Linked DNA regions of Mus musculus: region 2 is linked to region 1. The links are chromatin contacts, called in public promoter capture Hi-C maps. All regions are on one chromosome and are shown on one strand. The core of a region is the stretch at or near the end of the contact, and the rest is flanking DNA. Distances in the headings are between cores, read along the strand shown.

The links. Capture Hi-C pulls out chosen DNA fragments and counts their contacts.
Region 2: a promoter capture Hi-C map of liver shows a contact between it and region 1, with 2.9 times the contacts expected there. The contact joins the promoter of Rbm33 here to the promoter of 1700096K18Rik in region 1. A contact is called at or near these places in 2 of 39 promoter capture datasets (cranial neural crest and hippocampal neurons) and 1 of 9 other capture datasets (liver).

Annotation. Positions count from the first base shown.
Region 1 is chr5:25,527,658-25,534,193 of GRCm38.p6, forward strand. It overlaps 1700096K18Rik (RIKEN cDNA 1700096K18 gene), which reads left to right and starts at 2,361. Exons shown (of 1, transcript NR_027388.1): 1 at 2,361-3,809.
Region 2 is chr5:28,313,581-28,320,116 of GRCm38.p6, forward strand. It overlaps Rbm33 (RNA binding motif protein 33), which reads left to right and starts at 3,609. Exons shown (of 19, transcript NM_028234.1): 1 at 3,609-3,830. The coding sequence starts at 3,788. It overlaps Gm35602 (a long non-coding RNA gene), which reads right to left and starts at 3,507. Exons shown (of 5, transcript XR_003955879.1): 1 at 2,914-3,507; 2 at 928-1,027.

The DNA.
Region 1 (6,536 bases), core at 1,111-3,610:
CATTTCAGATCAGCTGACACTGAAGGCTGGCCTGAGAAGTCAGAAGAGATGCAGCTCCACACACAAGCCCCGAAGCCTCAAGTGCAAAGTTGGAAATGGGAAGCCCTGAGGGAAGGTTCTCAGTGTGCCTGGACTGCGCAAGCTAGGCACCTACAGAGCTGGGCCTCCCCCAGCCAGGATCCCGGAGCTCTGCAGACCTCGGGATGCAACCTAAAAGGCCACTTCTGTCAACTGGAATGCCTTAATGAGCCTGACAGGGCAATCTGCGGAGCCTGACCTGCATGCACACAAGATCATCTACTTTAGTAATTTTGAAAAAGTCATGGGTGTGGAGAGGGAGTGGCAGAGTAAGTGGGTCAGGGTCTTCTGTGGCCCAGGCTGGCCTTGAACTCCTGATTTTACTCCAGCCTCCCCAGCACTGGGATCTCAGGCAAGACCACCACACTCAACAGCTGTTTTGTTTTTGAGCTGGTTTCAAATAGCTCATACTGACCTTGAACTCCCCATGAGGCTGGCCTTGAATTCTTCCTGCCCCCAAATCCCAAATGCGGAGAGTACCAGAATTACCACAGTGGGGATTAAGACAACCCCCAGAAGACAGGGTTTCAATGCACAGCCCTGACAGGCCTGGGATCTGTAACCCTTCCTCTGCTCACCAGCAAAGGCTAGGCCAGTTTCAAATTTCAACTAAATTTCTCTTGGAGACTACATTGCACTGTGCAGTTTTATCAGTTTATTTCTTCTCTCTCCCCTCCCCCTCCCCCCCACCCCTTGGTTTCTCAGTGTAGCCCTGGCTGTCCTGGAACTCACTCTTGTAGACCAGGCTGGCCTCAAACTAAGAAATGCGCCTGCCTCTGCCTCTCATGAGCTGAGATTAAAGGCATGAGCCACCACTGCCCAGCTTATTTCTATTCTCTAAAACGATTTAAAAAAGCTAGCTCAATTATAGAAAGTACACATGTAAATTTTAAATGTCAATATTGCATAAACAATGGAAATTTGACTGCTACTCAGGAAAGGCAGCCTATTATTTTTGGAGTAACAAATTTGGTCACTTTAGGAACTAAGTCCTGGGACTGCAAAGATGACTCAGGTTCACAGCTCTGGCTCTTCCAGAGGACTTTAGTTCAATTCCGAGCACCCACAAGGTAGCTTGCGACTGTAACTCCGACTGGAATCTAACATCCTTACACAGACATACAGGCAGGCAAAACACCAATGCACATAAAATGAAAATTAATTAAAAAAATTCAATCCCAGGGTGGAGAGATGAAACCTTCTGCAGAGGAGCCCCCAAGTTAGGTGGCCCACAACCAGCGGCTCCAGGAACCCAGCGGCCGCCCTCTCTGGCTTCTGCAGTCAAACCCCGTACCAAGGAACTAGCGAGTTCCAAACCAGTCAGAGATACAAAGGGAGAGGTGAGATCCTGTTTGAAGAAACCTCCAAACCTAAGACACACCCAAAGAAAAGCACTACCCCCACCACCATCAACAACAAAATGTTTGAATGATCTGGGCCGTCCAGTTCCTTTCTGGAACCAAAACCAGCTAATATTGATATTGACGTTTATCACTTAACCCCTCTCCCTGATTTCGAAATGAAGTCTGTTCCACTCAGCCGAATTTAAGGAGAGGTGTGAGGGAATGAAGGCGGTGTGCGTGGGGGCTGGGGAAGAAGGAGTTGAAAGGGGCGGGGTGCGGCGGGGTACAGAGGCAAATGTAGATCGCTGCTACATTGAGTTTGGGACCGGGACCAGGTATCGAGGCCCGGGCTCCCAGACCCAAAGAAAGCAGGAAGAAACGCAGCAAAGAGGGAGGGAAGCCGACAGAAACCGGAATGCCCACGGGAACAAACTCAACAGTGACCAGCTGGAATCCACCGCGGACCATAGGAGGCAAGGCGCCTGGCGCGAGGGGCCAATAGGAGGACGAGCCGAAAGAGGGGCGCTGCAAGGCCAACCCGAGGACCAGCAAGACTGGGGGCGGGGCCTCTGGGACGAAGCCAATGACTGGGAGAGCGGCCTGGGACGCGTGGCCAATGGCAGGGCGAGCTGGGTTGGGGCGTGGCCCCTGGTTTGAAGCCAATGGCAGGGAGTACAGCTTGGGCGAGGCCAGTGGGAGCTCGAGGGTGGGGGAGGAGCCAGACCCGGAAGACAGTGGGGGCGGGGAGCCGCGATGACAACCTGTCAAGTCCACTTCGGGACGAACTAGGTCACGCGCTTCTTGTAGCTCCGGCGCCCCCGCCCCGCGAGGCCCTGCGGGTGGCCCCGGGGCCGGGCCGCACCGCTTCCTCTTCCTGCCCGCGGGGGTGGGGGCGGGGCGGACACCTGCCGTTCGCCGGCCCGCTCCAGCCTTCGGGCTGCCGAAGGTCTCCTAGCCTTCGGGCCAGTGCCCGCCGATCCTCCGGGAGCCAGGTCCGCGATCTCCGGCGCCCGCCGTGGGCTCGGGAAAGCGCACAGCGCACTACTTGTCGCGGAGGGATCCGGCCCCTGAGTTACCTGTTCTCCACTCGGAGCTGACCTCGGTCCAAGGGCCCGCAAGTCCGCCTCACCGAGAAGTAATACAGGTTCGGATCCGCGCCGCCGACCTCACAATGGCGCGGGCGTCCAGCCACTGTCACGCAGCATCCCGTGCGATTATTCGCCCAGAGCCTCACTGCTTAGGGGACCACGGCGGGGCCCTTCTCCCTCTCGCTCATTCAGAAGATGAGAACGTCCCCGCACGACACAACGACGCTGTTTTAACAATACCCAACTAACTCTGCTCTTCCAAACTGCACACACTTAAAGGTGACATGGCCACAGACGCTGGGTTGCAATACTACGCTGGAATTCTGCACTAATTATTTAAAAGCTTTCTTACAGTACTACAGCGAAACGACCGGTTACAAACCTTTCATTTTCGTTCGAACACCGTACTCTAACCAATGGATATTTTGTGAATACTTCTATTCAGTATCTCTAGATTTTTAAAAAAAAAAACCCAAATGTAAAGAAAGACATTACCAAATGAGTGGTTCATCAGTGAAATAATTTGTTTTGCCTTTACATTTTAGCCTTTTTGGAAGGCACATTATTTGCAGTATACACAGATATAAATTTTGTACATTTAAAATAGCCTGTATAGCCTTTTTGTCGTTCTTTCTTGAAGCCCCTCCCACTCTGAAGATTCTTTCGCTTCTATTAATTTTAAGTCTGGTTAAAAAAATAGTGCTTGAGGCCATCCTGGTCTACAGAGTGAGTTCCAGGACAGCCATGGTTAAAAGAGAAACCCTGTCTCAAAAAAACCAAAACAAACAAAAAAAAAATAGTGCTTAAATTAAACATAAAAACAATTAGCATTTACATTTGAATAATGCTTCTTCATGTTTATTACCATGTACATTACTAGGAACTGGAAGTCCAATCTTGTAAAAAATTAAAATTCAAGACAGGCCTTTATAGTGAGGTTATTGTCTTTTCATTATAACTCATTTTTTACAGCCAGCTAATTTTCCAGAGGGAATTACTGTTCCTATCTTTAGTCAATTTGGTTAAGAATTCTTTGCCTTTAAATATATAAAAATGTTTGTGTATGATTTTATTTTTCTGTGAGAGCATTAAGGTTAGAGGACAACTTGTGGGCATGCTATTCTTTTACCTAGGAATGGAACGCATTTCCACCCTGTGACAGGGTCTCATGTATCCTTAGATAGCCTGGAACTCACCTGTATAGATCACATTGACTGAAATTTCAGAGATTCCTCTGCCCCTCTATTCCTGGGATTAAAGGTGTACAACACTGCCACCAGCATTAAAAATTGTCTTTATACGTCTCTGGTTTTTTTTTTTTTTTTTTTTTTTTTTTTGGTTTTTCGAGACAGGGTTTCTCTGTATAGCCCTAGCTGTCCTGGAACTCACTTTGTAGACCAGGCTGGCCTCGAACTCAGAAATCCACCTGCCTCTGCCTCCCAAGTGCTGGGATTAAAGGCGTGCGCCACCACGCCCAGCACGTCTCTGTTTTTACATTACCTATATGTAACTGTCCACTGAGGCCAGAAGAAAGTCGTGGATCCCTGGAGCTTGGGTTAATTCCAAAAGGTTGTACGCCAGCTTTTGGTACTGGGAAGTGATCTTGGGTCCTTGGAAGAAGCAGCAAGCACTCTTAACCCAGGAGACAGCCTCCTGGCCACACCTCCCTTTTGTTTTTAATTTCCAAGATTTTGAAGTCTTTTCCCATTGAAGGCTGTTTAATTCTTCCATCTCCTTGGGAATAGAACCCAGAACTTGCCCATGCGCAGTGCGCTGGTCATTCTTTACTGTCAGTTAATATTAAGCAGACTATACAACTACAAAGGTTTTCTTCCTTCAACAAAAAAAAAATACACCTTGATATTAGCAATAAGCAAAGTCAACAGTGTCAAAAACATGAGTATGAACTCCTGTCATGGACTTATCCCATTGGTATTACAACTTATGACTTATCCCATAGGTATTACAATAGGAAGTCATGTTAAACTTCTGACAACTTGCTGTCCATGCTCTGCTGGTACTCTCTCCAGCTCTTCATGACTTTTCTTGCCTTCTTCCCCTGATCAGAAGTGAGATGTTAATTTGTGATCTCCTATAACAAGATGACCAGTGTGTTCTTTTCTGCACCCATAAGTCTCAAGAACTCTTGTTTTCTTTCTTCATTGCCCAAGTCTGCTGCCTCCCAATTGCTAGGTACAAGATTACCGCCGGGGGAAGCTGAACGCTTCACCTCGTGCATGCATATGAGACTCCTGGGCAGCACTCATGGCAGCTGGGATCCCGTCGGGGGAAGTGCCAAACATATCCTGTCGCAGTTTTCCTCAAATGTAACACCAGCAGCCCTCACCCAGCAAGCAGCTGGCCCAAGCAGCGCCACTCCAGAACGCAGAGCCCCTCCGGGCCTTCTCCAGCACAGTCCTTTTGTTTTATTTCTGAGATAGGGTCTCAGATACCCAATGATGGCCTTGAATTCAGTATGTATCCTAGGCTGGCCTCAAGTTTTAGAGACTCCTCTGGCCTCAGACTTCTGTATTGCTGAGATAAAGGCCTATGCCACTAGGCACAGCTTATTTTTCTTAAACGTTTTAATGCAGTGTGTCATTTTAAAACTGGCCAATCACGTAAGAAAAACTACTTGGTGTGAGCAAGGAAGAGCTGCCTCCCACCCCCTTGCCAGCTGCTGCAGGAGGGAGGGCAGCCCTCTTGCCTAGGCAGCACCTCCCTTGAGAGCTGGTAGAGCTGGCGCTGGTGGTGTGCTGGGGAGTCAGGCCTGAGAGATAGCGTTCTGGAAAGCTAGCCCTGTCCCTTGAAGCCGGCTGCAGGCAAGGGAGCTGCCCTTCCCCCCCTCCCTTTTTTTTTTTTTTTTTTTCCCCCTGGGCAAAGCAGGAGAATTGGCAAGCTGACCAACTCAACTAACACCCACCCAGATCCAGGGGCTTTGGGTGGCGCACGCCTTTAATACCAGCACTCGGGAGGCAGAGGCAGGCGGATTTCTGAGTTCCAGGCCAGCCTGGTCTACAGAGTAAGTTTCCGTGACAGCGGGGAGGGGGGGTGGGGGGGTGGAGGGGGGTGGGGGGGTGAAGGGGGGGTGGGGGTTGGTTAGCTACACAGAGAAACCCAGTCTCAAAAAAAAAAAACCAAAACAAAACAAAACAAAAAACAAAAGATCCCCACCCCAACATCTACTCCTTCTGTGAACTACTGGAGCTAGTGAATGGACTACAACCTGCAGAAACTGTAGGATTTCCATGACAAGGGGCAACAGCAGGATATCTGAGAGGAGTCCTGATAAGGATCTAGCACTGATAGTGTAGCCTGGGGCCTCGAACCAGACCTCTGACTCACTACAAGGAACATTTGCTGGTGAAGCTGTTTGAACAAAAGGGTGTGACACCCAAGGCTTCTACTACAAGATTTTTTTTTTTTTTCAGGAGAGATTGCAAGGGCCGAGGGCAGATACCGAGGGACATAAAGATGAGTGGAGCTTGCTGGGCAGGGGTGGCGCACGCCTTTAATCCCAGCACTTGGGAGGCAGAGGCAGGAGGATTTCTGAGTTCTAGGCCAGCCTGGTCTACAAAGTGAGTTCCAAAACAGCCAGGGTTACACAGAAAAACCCTGTCTTGAACAACAACAACAACAAGAGTGGAGCTGGGGTCCATGATTCACAAAGAATCAATAAAAATAAAAGATACTCCTTTCATTTATCTCAAATACGAAAAGCTAGAAATAGGGCCTGTGTGATCCTAGAACTCAAGAGGCAGAGTCAGTCTAGGATCCATATCTGGTTCTGAGCTAGCTTGGACTAGAGTGTAAAACCTTAGACATTGTTTCACGAGACAAAAACTACTACCATTCAAGTAGACATTCAAAGACAATTGATTTCTCACCAAAAACTAAAAGAGGACAGAATCAGAAAGGTTCCAGGTTTCTTACAGTGTTTTGTGAGCATGTCATTCGTACAACCAAAGGAGAGAAACTACGGTGTGGAGGTGCAGCTTGGGGACCAAATGCTTCCCTAAGCATGCAA
Region 2 (6,536 bases), core at 2,359-4,858, 2.8 Mb after region 1:
TTCTTCTACTCTATGGCTAGGGGCTCTAAACTCACCATATTCCACACAGCACTTACAAGTTTATTAACCGTTTTGGTTGACTTGTATTCCAGTTCATATGGAGCTGGCTGTGTCTATTATAGGCAAGTGAATACCATTGACAAAGTCCTAACCCTTTAGAGGTGTCTTATCCCAGATTTCCAGCTACTTGGTTGCTTTGAAATCTTGATGTCTTGGATCAAGGGAATTGCACTTTTTCTCAGTTGTAAATTGGGAATAACAGTCTTCTGACCCATGTACATTTCTGACATAGAAAATGTGTGAGGGTATATACAAATGTGTAGGTGCACTCCAGAAAAGGGCATCAGATCCCATGGAGCTGGAGTTATAGGTGTTTGTGAGCTGCCTGACATGGGACTAGGACCCAAACACTGCTCCTCTGTGAATGCAGTATATGCTTTTTTTTTTTTAAAGTTTTATTTATTTATGTATAGGAGTACACTGTCGCTGCCTTCAGACACACCTGAAGAGGACATTGGATTCCATTACAGATGGTTGTGAGCCACCATGTGGTTGCTGGGAATTGAACTCATGACCTCTGGAAGAGCAGTCAGTGCTCTTAATGGATGAGCCATCCCTCCAGCCCCTCAGTATATGCTTTTAACCACTGAACCATCCATCTAACTCCATGTTTTGGTTGAATGCATTACTATGTGAATTCTGAGTAGGTATCCACCCTCCACCTTTATGTTTAGTATGCCAAAGCATTCTTACTTACCAACCACAACAATCAAAATCAAGCAGTTAACTGTCATATTCCACCTCTCTGATCCTGTGGCCTTCCTATTTTCACAATTGGCCCACTGATACATCTCCCTGGGAGAGCCATTTCAGTCATGGGCTGTACTTGGTGGCCATGACTCTTCTTTAGCCAGGAACTCCACCTACCTGTTTTTCCCAGACGTTCATAAATGTGATGCTTTTGAAGATTACAAACCCGCATAGAGCATTCTTCAGTAGAAGTTTCTCAACAATTAACTCAGATAGCCTTTTTAAAAAAAAAAAACAAAAAACATATGAAAGTCTATATTTGGGTCTATGATTCCAGAAGGAGAGTTCATAATGGAAGGAACGACATGACAGCATGCACCCGGGGCAGGCAGTGGAGATACTGTCTCTTCAACAAGAAAATGTGAATGTAGAAAGCGTCTCTCCCTGGAGAACTATTGATCACTGAATTCCATTTCTTTCTTGTTAGAAGATTTTACTTTCTCAATGCCATAGCTATGTTAGAGCATGAGATTTGAGTCAAGATGGATACAGAGTTGAAATCGTGATTCATTTGTTGAAAGTGCAGATCCAGAGACTTTTGATTAATTTAATCTTCACTTGCCCCACTTTTTAATTAGTAAAATGTACGGCCCTTATGGAGGCATAGAGTGTGGAGCAAATGATCATTCCATGACTTATAGACTGCCTGTGCTTCTAACTTGCTTTACTTTTTGTGCTTTCAGTCACTATTCCATTTTATTTATTTGTTTGTTTATTTATTTAAGCCAATAGAAAGTCTTTATTATAGCTGGTCAGTGACTACACTGGGTGTTAGGTAGACGTCTTTGATCTCCACAAAAGACATTGTTCTCCTACTTCATTCTGTAGGTACACAAGATTTTTATTCACTCATAATTGAAGTGTTAGTTAACTCAGGTGAAGTGTTTCAAATAGAAACTATTCTTTTGGAATATAGGATTCAAAAGCCAAGATTTGGGTGTTAGGTGTCAATGAAGGCACAGTGTGTCTCCAAGGCCACCTAGGTACTCACTGAGGGGAAGGTGCCTCCTTGGCTTAAAAGCTACTGACCTATAGAAGCCAGTGTATCTAATAGCTCTGAGAGTTCCTTTTTTTTCGAGACAGGGTTTCTCTGTATAGCCCTGGCTGTCCTGGAAATCACTTTGTAGACCAGGCTGGCCTTGAACTCAGAAATCTGCCTGCCTCTGCCTCCCGAGTGCTGGGATTAAAGGCGTGTGCCACCACGCCGGGCTGAGAGTTCATTCTTAAACCCTCACGTTTAGATAGTAACCTCAATTAGGAAAGCACAGAGGGCGAGGTTCCTGTGAGGTATTTAAGGGCTGAGCCGTGCTCTGAAACCATTTTCACCACAAGCGTTGCAGTTTGGTTTCCTGGTTGACACTGAGCCTTTAACAGGTTTCTAGAGGAAGTTAGAGAGCTGACTGAAGTGGTATGTAGTGATAAGGAAAAGGGGGTGATTAAATCTGTACTCACAGCAAGTGATCACATCTCTAAATACTAGGTGTTCCTACATACAGGTTAAATGTTTTTCTAGTGAATGTTTCAGTACAGAATGTTTAGAGTTTCCTGTCCTGGAGAATTTCAGTTTTAGGTGAAATTAAGAAAACTACTTTCTTAAGGTCATAGCTATGTTAGAACATGAGATTTGAGTCAAGGCAGACATAGAGTTGAAATCCTGACTCATTCGAAGTGGATATTCAGTGGCCTTTGAGCAATTTAATCTTCATTTGCTATAATTGAGATGCACGTCTTTTTTCATGTGTAATACGTTATAAAGTATTATGAAGTAATTTTATCATTGTACCTATTTTTGAGAGGTCTTTCTCAAGACCAGCACTGATATTATCTTGAAAATATTCTCAGTTGGGTAGTCCATCCTGAACAGTGTAAAAATTAGGAAAAGGTGACAAGGGGTTCAAGCAGTTTAGATATGAATTAATGTGCTTTCTGACAGAAATCTAGTTAGTCAGTGAGGCTCCATGCCAGGCTTACTTTTATTGGGCAATGACTTCATGACGATTTTTTAAAAAAGGAATTTTTTTTCCTTCTGTTTCTTAAATGAACATTATAAAGCAGGGATTTTAGGGATTTTTTTTTTTTTTTATGAGGAAAAATTTCAATCACCTAAAAGTTGAATTTCACAGCAGACATTCTTTTAGCTCCCTAAGACTTTCCGGGAATGTGGATGCCCGCGTCTGGAATTCTCACTGAGCGGCGACCAGCCTCCATGCCGGGCCTCTCCAAGGGCCCACCTGCGGGGCTCCTCCGCCTTCCCAGCTCGCTTTTGCCCGAAACCTCGTCCTCAAAGCCGCAGGCTTGGGGACTTGCTTTAGGATGCTCTGGAGTCCGTCTTTGAGGTCGTGGTACCTAGTGCCACCGCCACACACCTCCTCTCCTTTCCTAAGACCCTACGCGCGAGGCTTTCCGCCAGCTCGCGCGAACGCGAGTGCGCGTGCGTCGATGTAGCGTTCGCGCGCCTCAAGCTTGGGGGCGCGGTAGCCAGACTCGGCCGTTAGCGTCTCCGGCCGCGCTTCGGCTCCACTTGCCACGGCGGCTCAGCCGTCGTAAAGCGCAGCCGCGCCTACTGCTGCAAGGCGATTTATGTCGACTTTACGGCGTGTGGCCGTCCACACTCCTCCCGCCTGAAGCCTCGGCCTTCCAGCCCGGCCGAAACTGTGTCTGTGCGCTGCTCTTTCTAGCGCGCGCCGCCGGGCACTCGCTGGCGTTCAGGCACCCGGGACCTTAGGCGTCCGCCCGCCGCCGCCTGGCTCTTCCGCCCGCCTTGCTCCCGGCGTGCACCGCGGCGCGGCCATGTTGCCGTAGTGTTGTTTTCTTCCTGCGGAGGCGAGGGTCCGCTGCGGACCGCGACGCGCGGGCCTCGCCTCTGCTCGCTCGCGGGCGCCGGCCCTCGCCGCTCCCCCGCCTCCCCGGCCCGCACCAGAGCCGTCGGCCTGCCAGGAGCTCGGGGGACGGCTGAAGGCCGGGCCCGGGGACCACCATGGCGGCCGCCCTGGGCGCAGGCGGAGGAGCAGGCGCTGGAGGTACGTGGGCCGCGGCGGGGGCCGTAGACCGGGCACCCTTTATGTAGGGCCTTCGTGCTGCCCCGCCACAGACGGAGCCGCCCCGGGCTTGCCGCCGCCGTTCAGGCCGGGAGCGCGGAGCGTTAGGCCCGAGGCGGCGACGCGAGGTCGGCGGCGGCCCCGCGACGGGGTCGGGGGGCCCTGGCGACTTCCAGTCTTCTTGGAAGATGCGCCCTGGGCAGCGGCAAGCAGCCTACTCAGTGTAAAAAGAATTTTGCGGTTTATTAGGGTGCTTTAAATAAACCTATTATCATCTAAGGAAAACTTGTGTTTGGCAGTATGCTTGAAAGGGATGAAGACCGTGTACAAAGGGTTGGTTACTGAACCAGTTGTTTGAGTATTTTCATTTCGCAATCGTAAACGATATGGAAAGACTAGCCAGTTATAAGTAAAACCACGTTTTGTTGAACGAGGGTTTTTTTTTTTTTTTTTTTTTTTAAAGATGTGGAACAATAAAAAAAATGACGTTTCAGGACTTGGATAAAAGACCCTCACGGTAAAATGTGGACAACAAAAGCATTTGCCAGCTAGTTCTGGCTATAGACACTTGAACTATTCTACATATTCCAGAGGTGTTAGTGATGCTTACTTACAGATTGGGGGTTGGGGTGGGCATGTTAAACAACCCTGCTTAGGAGTTCTGACCTCAAAACAAAAAACCCAAACGGCAGAGACTACATCCAGAATGCCATTTCTGGCAGGATGTGGTATGGTATATGTCACTGCCAGCTTACATAGATGATTTTTTTTTTTTTAACATGCAGATTCGAGGCTTTCTAGTTAAATGCTTAAAATACATTTTGTCTACTCTACCTGATTAGAGAAGGTAAAAACTTAAGGTTTTATATGTGAGTCTCAGTGTTATGGGAGCCCTTGGGTCAAAGCTGTTTTTAAAAGATGAAGATGATATTTTCATTTTCCATTTTTTCTCACTAGTGTGGTTTGGTTTTCCAGAGGCTGTGTGGCATGTGAAGACTTGACATGGATGGCTTGGGGACTATGCGCTTTTATGATCTTTTAAGTTTCTCATTTAAAACTTTAATAGTAAAAACTGATAAATATCCACACAAATAAAACTTGAGGGCTGTATATTAGTTTTTAGCCAGAAAGTTTGAGGGTTGTAATTTTAGAAGGCTAGATTGCCTTTTTGGAAGTTTGGAATTTTTCTTCCATCTTAATATCTTGTCAGCATTTCCATTGCTTAGACTTAATCCAAACTCCTTGGGAAAGTAGGCAAGTTCTTTTGAATATTCACCTTGGTGCTCAGCAGCTCTGCAGTCCTGGAACTGCTGGACCTCTTCAGCCCATGTGCAGTACACTGTTCCTGCCTTGAAGGGGTTACACTCCTATTGGTAGTTGGTCATCTCTGAGGCTTACTGTTGGGTAAGTTCACCCTTTCTAGTTCTTTCTGAACCCTGGCTGGTTCAACTTAGCTGTTTTGGCTCAAGCTCTTCTCAAGCTGATCGATCTGGCTTCTCTGGGATGGCTTCTCCTGGATTGCTCTGTTTGGCCTCACACCAACTCTAGCAACCTTTTCTAATCTTCTGGCTTCTTCTCATTTTCTGGCTTGTTCTCTCCTTCAACCTGTCTTTGTAAAACTCGCCAGTAAAACTGCCCCCTTCCTCCTTTTCTTTTTCCTTCTTTCCCTTTCCCTCCCTCCCTCCCTCCCTCCCTCCATCCCTCCATCCCTCCATTCCTCCCTCTCTCCCTTCCTTATTTTCACTTATTGTCTGCCACTCAATTAGACATCCCTTTCAAACATTGGTGCTTTCTTCTATAAACTAACTTTACCTTCCTTGTTTGGGATTAAAAGTGTGTACTAAGGGCATGTCTGTATTCCAGCGGAGGGATTAAAGGTGCTAAGGCTGAGATACAACTAGAAACATTTTTTTTGTTTTTGTTTTGTTTTGTTTTGTTTTTAGTAAGTAACACAATCTTGGGGGGATCACAGTGTGATCAAATATCCTGTAACTGTCTCCTGATTCAGCATGCTCCGGCTCCTGAGGGAGGAGGCCTTACTAGAGAAATCATTGGCTTCTATTTATCTGTTTGCTACCTCAGTGCCTCCCTCTCCATCTAGTAACACTCTTATTTTCTCTTGAACAATTACCTTAATCTGTAAATTGTTTTTTAAGACCTATGAGGACAAGCATATCTGCCTGCTTTGCCATGCACCCCAAATTCCTGACCTTGTACATGTGTTCAGCATATACTTGATAGATGAGTTAGAGATTGAAATATTTCATTTAAAAGAAAACAATGCCCTTTCTCTTGTCCATTAGATTTCCAATGTTTGCTGTAGAACCAACAAAACCATTACACTGGAAATATTTACATTGTAGGTAATACCGTCTTTATATCTGTAGATTGCTTACTTGACACCTCGGTTTAGCATGTCACCTAGCACAGTGGCTTTCGAGTTTACAGTTATGGCATTATGATTTAGTACTGCACAAGCTTCATGGGTAGTTCTAGTGTGTACTGTGCCATACTCTGAAAGGCTGCTGTGTACCTGGCATGGGTTTATAATCCCAGCACTTGGGAAATTGTGGTGGAAGGATTGTGAGTTTGAGGCCACCTGGGCTGCATAGTGAGAGTCTGTCTTTACCTGCTTCCCCAACAAAACCTGGTTATTGCCTAATCTAACTGCATTGTTAAACTAAATCC